Regions from separate parts of the Mus musculus genome. Here region 1 is linked to region 2. The links are chromatin contacts, called in public promoter capture Hi-C maps. All regions are on one chromosome and are shown on one strand. Each heading gives the region's core, a stretch centred on a gene start, on an enhancer-like site or on the middle of the called end of the contact. The rest is flanking DNA. Distances are from core to core; before and after follow the strand shown.

What was found. Capture Hi-C pulls out chosen DNA fragments and counts their contacts.
Region 1: a contact with region 2 is called in a promoter capture Hi-C map of adipose tissue. The contact joins the promoter of Mpp3 here to the promoter of Dusp3 in region 2. A contact is called at or near these places in 14 of 39 promoter capture datasets (the C10 cell line, the HPC-7 cell line, the SN4741 cell line and 9 more), 1 of 15 datasets of contacts at CTCF or cohesin (hippocampal excitatory neurons), 129 of 484 Hi-C or Micro-C datasets (the 3T3-L1 cell line, the 63-12 cell line, the AML12 cell line and 71 more), 33 of 115 datasets of contacts at active chromatin or transcription factors (the 230-238 cell line, PVALB interneurons, SST interneurons and 23 more) and 6 of 9 other capture datasets (adipose tissue, embryonic stem cells, embryonic tail and 3 more).

Annotation. Positions count from the first base shown.
Region 1 is chr11:102,024,969-102,028,372 of GRCm38.p6, forward strand. It overlaps Mpp3 (membrane protein, palmitoylated 3 (MAGUK p55 subfamily member 3)), which reads right to left and starts at 1,987. Exons shown (of 19, transcript NM_007863.2): 1 at 1,899-1,987; 2 at 764-888; 3 at 413-531; 4 at 109-186. The coding sequence starts at 788.
Region 2 is chr11:101,983,221-101,986,571 of GRCm38.p6, forward strand. Dusp3 (dual specificity phosphatase 3 (vaccinia virus phosphatase VH1-related)) reads right to left here and starts at 1,571. Exons shown (of 3, transcript NM_028207.3): 1 at 1,392-1,571. The coding sequence starts at 1,516.

The DNA of each region.
Region 1 (3,404 bases), core at 737-3,236, 42 kb after region 2:
AACCTCTGATGTCCCCAGCTAGGCAGTGGCTACAAGGTGAGTTAGAGCCTTTTCTGGGCTTCGGGTTGTGCGCCACCTTAAGCCAAAACATTAAAATCTGGGACTTACATCCTCAGCAAGGGCCATGGCGCTGTGGAGGACTGGGGTTGGACTCTGCCTCTCATAATAGCGGAGTTTCTCATGAATCTGCAAAGACATTTGATTTCTGCTTTTACCCTAAATACCATACACAGCACCCAGGGTTGTGGTGACACCTAGGGCCACAGGCTGGGTCCCCTCCATAGCAGCATATTTGGAAAGCCCTGACTAATGAGTTAGAAACCTTCCAGGGGCAGGGGAGTGGCTGAGATGGCACAGAAAGAGCCTCCCTTAGGGATGGGGGTGGGGGGTGGCTGAGCCAGCGGGGGTTCACCTTCATTAAATAACTGAGGCTCTTCTCACTGAAGACATCTCTCAGGAAGCCCATCTCCTCCCTGTGGTTGGAGTCAGGCCTGAGCTGAGAGGTGAGCAGTGCCAGGGTCTCATGCAAACCTGAGGAAGAGCCAGAGAAACAAGGTCCAGTAACAGTGGCACTTCCTGTCCTTGAAAAGTCTCGCAGACAACACTCCCATCCTGCCTTGACACCGTTCACCCTGCAGGCTCAGGCCTGCCGGGCAACAGATCGGTCAGAGGCAGCTGCTACAGCACTGGTCCTGCTTATGGTTTGGTTTTCTCCAATCCTGGGAGGCCCCCCGAAGCTGCAGCCCAGGTTAAGGACACTCACCCGAGTCTTCAGACAGTACTGGCATGCCTGTGCCCAGCAGGTCCCCAGCTGTCCCTACAGTTTGTGTGGGTGGGAGAGGAATCTCTCAGTAATGAACACACATCACCAGGATCTGCTTATGACCTCTGTGAGGACAGAAGAAATAAGATGGGGGGTGGGGGGGAGAAACAGTCACTTTTTGGGGAGGAGGTTGGGCAGGGAGCAAGACTTCTTGGGCGCCCCCAATACACTAAAGATGCTGCTCTTTTCTGACTATGCAGAAAGCCTTAAAGGATGAACACCAATGCACCCATTTTACTGATTAGGAAACAGAGACTGGGCATCCCTAAATAACTTTTGAACCAGAATAGGTACTCAGATCACTTCTTCCAGACTGACCTTGGCCTAAAGTCCCCCTGCTTGTGCGGTATGCTCTCGACCACAAGCTCTGTCCTCTCTATTGCTGGTACCTTCCAAGAGTGCTTGCTCAAGTCTCAATATCCCTTCAACAAGTACCTGGTTAAGGCCTGCAAGAGCTCCCACCGCCGACCCCACCTCCAGCCCCCAACCCAAAGAGAGCCTCCAGTCTGAAGACAGAAGAAGTGAGAGCGGAGTTTCTGTTCTACCGGAAGCAGGTACCCTATCTCAAGAGCTCCCCTCCCCAGGTGCTCTGTAGCACGTGGACCTCAAAAAAGTCCTCCTTCAGAGAGGGACAAGGACTCATGATTCATTCATTCGACAGACATGGAGCCAGCCCGCTGCGTGGAGCACCAGTCACATCGAAGGCAGAAGAATGGTACCCGACCCCCGCCCCCACGCCGGGCTCACCCCTCGGCGGCTTCCAGCTGCGGCCCCCGACTGCCCCCGACTTCCCCACACAAACACACACTCCCGGCTCCAGCCGGTTTCCCAGAGGAGCTGGGGGGGGGGGAGCAAACCCCCGAGGTGGGGGGAGATGGGATGCAGAGCGGCGGGAATGAGCGGGGCGCACGGGATGCGCGGACGCCGAGCAGTGAAGGGGACCGCGGGCTGGGAACGGAGCCCCGCCGGGGAGGGTGGGCCGCAAGGCAGTGGTGCACCCGAGGGGCGGGTCTCCGCTCCCCCTCCCCTCCCCGCCGCGCACCAGGTCCCTTGTGTGCCACGCGCTGCTTCTTACCTCGTCGCGCCAGGATCTGGGATCGGTGACCCGGAGCCGCGCGGGAGCCACCAGCCTCCGCTGCTACTGGCTCCGCCTCCGCCGGCCCCTCCCTGTCGCGGCGCGCGGGGTCGGGGCAGCGCGCACGGGCGGGGGCGCAGCGCGGGCCCGGAGGGGTGGAGCGCGGCCCCGCAGGCCCCCCTCGCAGGCCCCGCCCAGCGCCCCCGGCTCCCGGTGGACACCTGCTCCGCCGAGAATCCGATTTTGCAAACATTGATTGAGAGCCCCGCAAGTGCCAGGCACTGTGCCAGGGGCTGGAGCTTCAAAGCCAAACGAGGAAGAGAGGCTGTGCTGGGTCATTAGCAAGCCGAGCAGGGGGCGGGGGGCGGGGGAGGGGGGCGGGAGAGGGGTGTGCAGCGGGCAGCAGCCCGGCCAACCCGTGGCAACAATGCTACGTGCTGCGAAAGATTTATCGGTGCACGCTGCCCTGGGGACGGGGAGGCGCGAGGGAGGAGAAGTACGCCTGGGAAGAAGGCAGCTGGATGCTGCCTGCCTGGGTGGGAGGAGGTAGGGCTGAATAAGAGAAAAAAAAGAAAAAAGAAAGAAAGAAAGAAAAAAAAAAGAAAAGAAAAAAGACTCTAGTGTCCCAGGCTTTACTGGGGCGGGGGCTGGGGGAGGAGGTGCGGTGGCTCCGAAATAGCTGGTTTCTATTGTGCTCCCTCTATCCCCATATACTCCTAGGATTACCGATTATTAGCCTCAGATAGAGAGCCAAAATTATTTCCTCGCTTCAGTTAAAGAAACTGATGTGTATGCAGGAAGCAGTAGAAAGGTACCACTGTGTGAGTGAGCAGTGGTGTGGTGTAGGGGTCTTAGAGGATGAGACGTGGTCTGGTGGGTGTGTCCCCTCCCTTCAAATAACAGCATCAAAGAACAGCGCATTCTAAGCCGGTTAGGAGGCACATGTCCCAGAGAGGTAGGCAGTCGACAGTCTTTGCAGCTTGCAGTGAACAGGCAGGCTGTAAGAGGGCAGCAAATGTCACCAAGAAATTTCCCTTCGTCCCTCAAGCTGCTCCAAATTGTGTCTATGAGTCACCTGAGGCTTGTGGGGCAAGTAGTATCAGTCTACATTTATGACAGGCCCCAGTGACGTGATATGGGTAGACAGACAGCAGGCCCCATTTAGAGCAGAGAAAAACTAAGAAATGGTCTTGGTTAGGTTTTCTACTGCTGCGTTGAAACACCATGACCAAAAGGCAAGTTGGGGAGGGAAGGGTTTACCTGGTTTACACTTCCATCACAGGAGGAAGTCAGGACAGGAACTCAAGCAGGGATAGAACCTGGAGGCAGGAGATGATGCAGAGGCCATGGAGGGGTGCTGCTTATTGGCTTGTTTCCCGTGGCTTTCTCAGTCTGCTTTCTTGTAGAACCCAGGACCACCAGGCCAAGGATGCCACCACACACAACGGTCAGGGCCCTCCCCACTTGATCACTAACTGAGATCCTTACAGCAAGATCTCATGGAGG
Region 2 (3,351 bases), core at 321-2,820:
TGTCAAGGTCAGATTTGCATAGAGGGCAAAGGATGTGTTCTCCAAGGCAGCCATCAGTCCTGACACTATGCCTAGGCAACCTACTGCAGATAAAACTCAACAACCTGTCCCCCAGCAAGCAGGCTCCTGAGACCGCCAAGCCCCCTGGCTTCTTGGATAGTTGAGGTAGGGAGGACTGGGAGAGGTTCCCTAAGACTATGCAGCGACTGAGCTGGAGGCTGACCCTGTGAGTCTGTTTAGCCACTTGCTCAGGAGCAAGAATGCACAGCCACGTTGACAGAATGCTGAAGAGCGCGTCCATATATCTCAGCTCTCTACCACCAATCCAACCGTCAGCAAATGCACCATGATGACCACCACCGTTCTGAAGAGTGAACACCATATGGTGTTTGACACATAGTAGGTGCTCCGTATGGAAATAAGCGATGCAGTACATGCAACCTGCCCCCAAGTGTCTGAGACTAATCATGTGAAACCCCTCTGGCTCTGCTGCAGGCTAGGCAGCAGGTCCTAGGTGCAGGACAGGAAACACACATGTAAGACATTGAAAGATCCTTACAGCCCCTCAGCCATCCCGGCCATCGCTTCCTAGTGTGCAAAAACAGAGCTTAGGACTTTAATAAATGGGGTCTTCACATTCATGAAAACCCAACGTGGATCTTCCTGCAATGTGGATCATGCCAACTTTTATCTTGGTGTTAATATTGGTTCTCTCCCACTGCTGAGAAATTCTTATTAATAACATGACTAAAGTTTTCTTTTTAAAATAAGAACACATACGAGCTCAATAATATACACATTTCCTAGTGGTGCAATTAGGAGGAATTTTCAGATGGCTCGGGTCTTTATCATTTTGTTTTTTTCCATCTAAGTCAAACTTTATCTGGAGAAGCCAGGAAAGCCTTGGCTCAGCTACTTCCTCTTCTAGGGTATTTTAGGGTATTTGGATTTCCTGACACGGACAGGAAAAGCTCCACACCCAGATTGTAACGTCATCCCGTTGCCATGGCAACGAAGGCAGACATTCCACGGTGACCTCACTGCAGAACTAGGCAGCTGTCACATGACGCGCGGCCAAGAGACAGCCCTGCCACCTGTTAAGAGAACGTGGTAGCCTTGACCCCGCCCAAGCCCAAGCCAGAGCTGGTAGAGGCTGAGGTCAGGCACTTTGGGGGTTGGGGGGCGTCTCTGGGCATGCGGAGTCCAGCTCCTCCGCTTCATGCGCGGGGAGTAGGCGTCGACTCCAGGCTGGTCCCCAGCACCCGCTCTTGCTCTCAGGTCGGCGACCGCGCCCAGGATCCACCCCCCCCCCATGGACCCCACTCCAGCCCCCAAGTAGTAGTCGGGGCCCGCTGGGAGCGGCTACGGGTTTGGCCCTCCCAGAGACTCACGCGTTGCCCACGTAGACCCTCGGGACGACCTCGTTGCAGGGCTGGCTCGGCAGGCTGTAGCAGCCGCTGCCATCCGAGAGCAGGTCGTTGAGATCTTGCACCGAGAGTTCGAACGAGCTGGACATGGCGGCGGCGGGGCGCTGCACGCCAGGGCAGGAGCGAACGAGGGGGAGAAGCCGGGTCAGCGGGGCGGGGCTGCCCAACCGGGAGCCGCCCCGTCCCGCCCCGGAGGCGGGCCCACTGGGTGCGGGAAGCTGCGGTCACGCTAGGCAGCGCAGAGGACACGCGCGACTGGCCAAGCGCCGCAGGACCCCGGGGCACGTTCCTGGCCGAGATGCCATCACTCCCGTGTCATCCGTACTCATTCACCCTGGCTAAGGCAGTGGAGCGCAGGCACTTCATTTACTGAACCCAATGCGGGACGCCTGGGTACACCTGGAGTCGCTCTTTCAGGATAATGGGTACCCCTGGGGTTTGCTGTGAACCCTTCTCGCTGCACACCAGCAGAGTGGGCATCCATTCATTCACCCCAAACACACACGTCAGAACACATCTTCCCAGCCCACGACTGCTGAACCAACAACCTGCCTACCCAGGAGATGGATCCTTACCCAAGGTTACAGGAAAGAGCCCTATTCTGGAACACTTCTTTTAATGTTTGATGTGAATCAGCATTGAACTTTTTAAAGGCTGAAGGTATAGGTCGCCAGGTTTGGCATCTGACCCTGGGGGACTACTTTAACCTTAGCCTGTGTGCTGGCGACTAAAAGGGAGGAAAGCAGTTTGAACAGCTATAATTTTGTGAGACCCGAAGTGTCTACGAATCTGTAACTTTTGAGTGTAAACACAATATAAATGGAGAATTCTCACACCTGACCTGTGACAGTCAAAACACAGGCACACTAAAAATTACTGTACAAAACTGTATTCAGGATATATTTATATGTGACGCATTAATGGATTTCATGTTTAGACTTGGATCCACTCACTACATATAGTATATATATTATATCGTAAAGTCTCAAACATTTCTGTCCCAAGCACTTCAGTAAAGAATATGCAACATCTAACTCCTAAGAATTGCTGGAGGGCTGGCAAGATGGCTCAGAGGGTTAAGAGCACTGACTGCTCTTCCGAAGGTCCTGGGTTCAAATCCCAGCAACCACATGGTGGCTCACAACCACCCGTAATGAGATCTGACGCCCTCTTCTGGTGCGTCTGAAGACAGCTATAGTGTACTTATGTATAATAATAAATCTTTGGGCCAGAGCGAGTGGAGTTGACCTAAGTGAGCGGGTCATCTGTACAGCTATAGTGTACTCACATACTTAAAGTAAATAAATCTTTTTTTTAAAAATTTGCTGGAAAGATTCCAGAAACATTCAAGGGGTTGCGGAGGTTCCTGGGCTGGCAAGGTGCCCAGCATGCACAAAAACCTTAGTTCAGTTCCCAGCGCGGAACATACAGGCGTAGCGGTTGCAGAAGCAATTGACAGATGTTGAGCACTCACTGGGGGCCTGCGCCCTGGGCTGTGGGCTCTGGGCTAGTGTGGGGGTAAATCTTCCTCCACAGGTTCCTTTACAGCTGTTCCTGGGGTAGCTGCCATCTCACTGTGAGCCACATGGTGTCAGTAGCGAGTTTCCACTGAGAGCAAAGAGCACAAAAAGCGTCTCTCCAGTTGCCAGGGAAAATGGCCCGGTCCCTAACGCCAAAGGGGCAAATACAGTCTCCCCAGTGTGTCTCCTATTAAGATTTGTTTTCTTTATGGTTTTGTTTGTTTTACTTCATACTTTCGTTTTTTGAGGTCGGGTCTCATGTAGCCCAGGCTGGCTTTGCAGTATATAACCAAGGATAACTTTGAATTCCATCTGCCTGCTTCCATTTCCCAAGTGCTGGTATTGCGAGCCTGTGGCACTGCTCTGGGTTACACTAACTACACTTTTGAGTGTTTCGCTTTCCC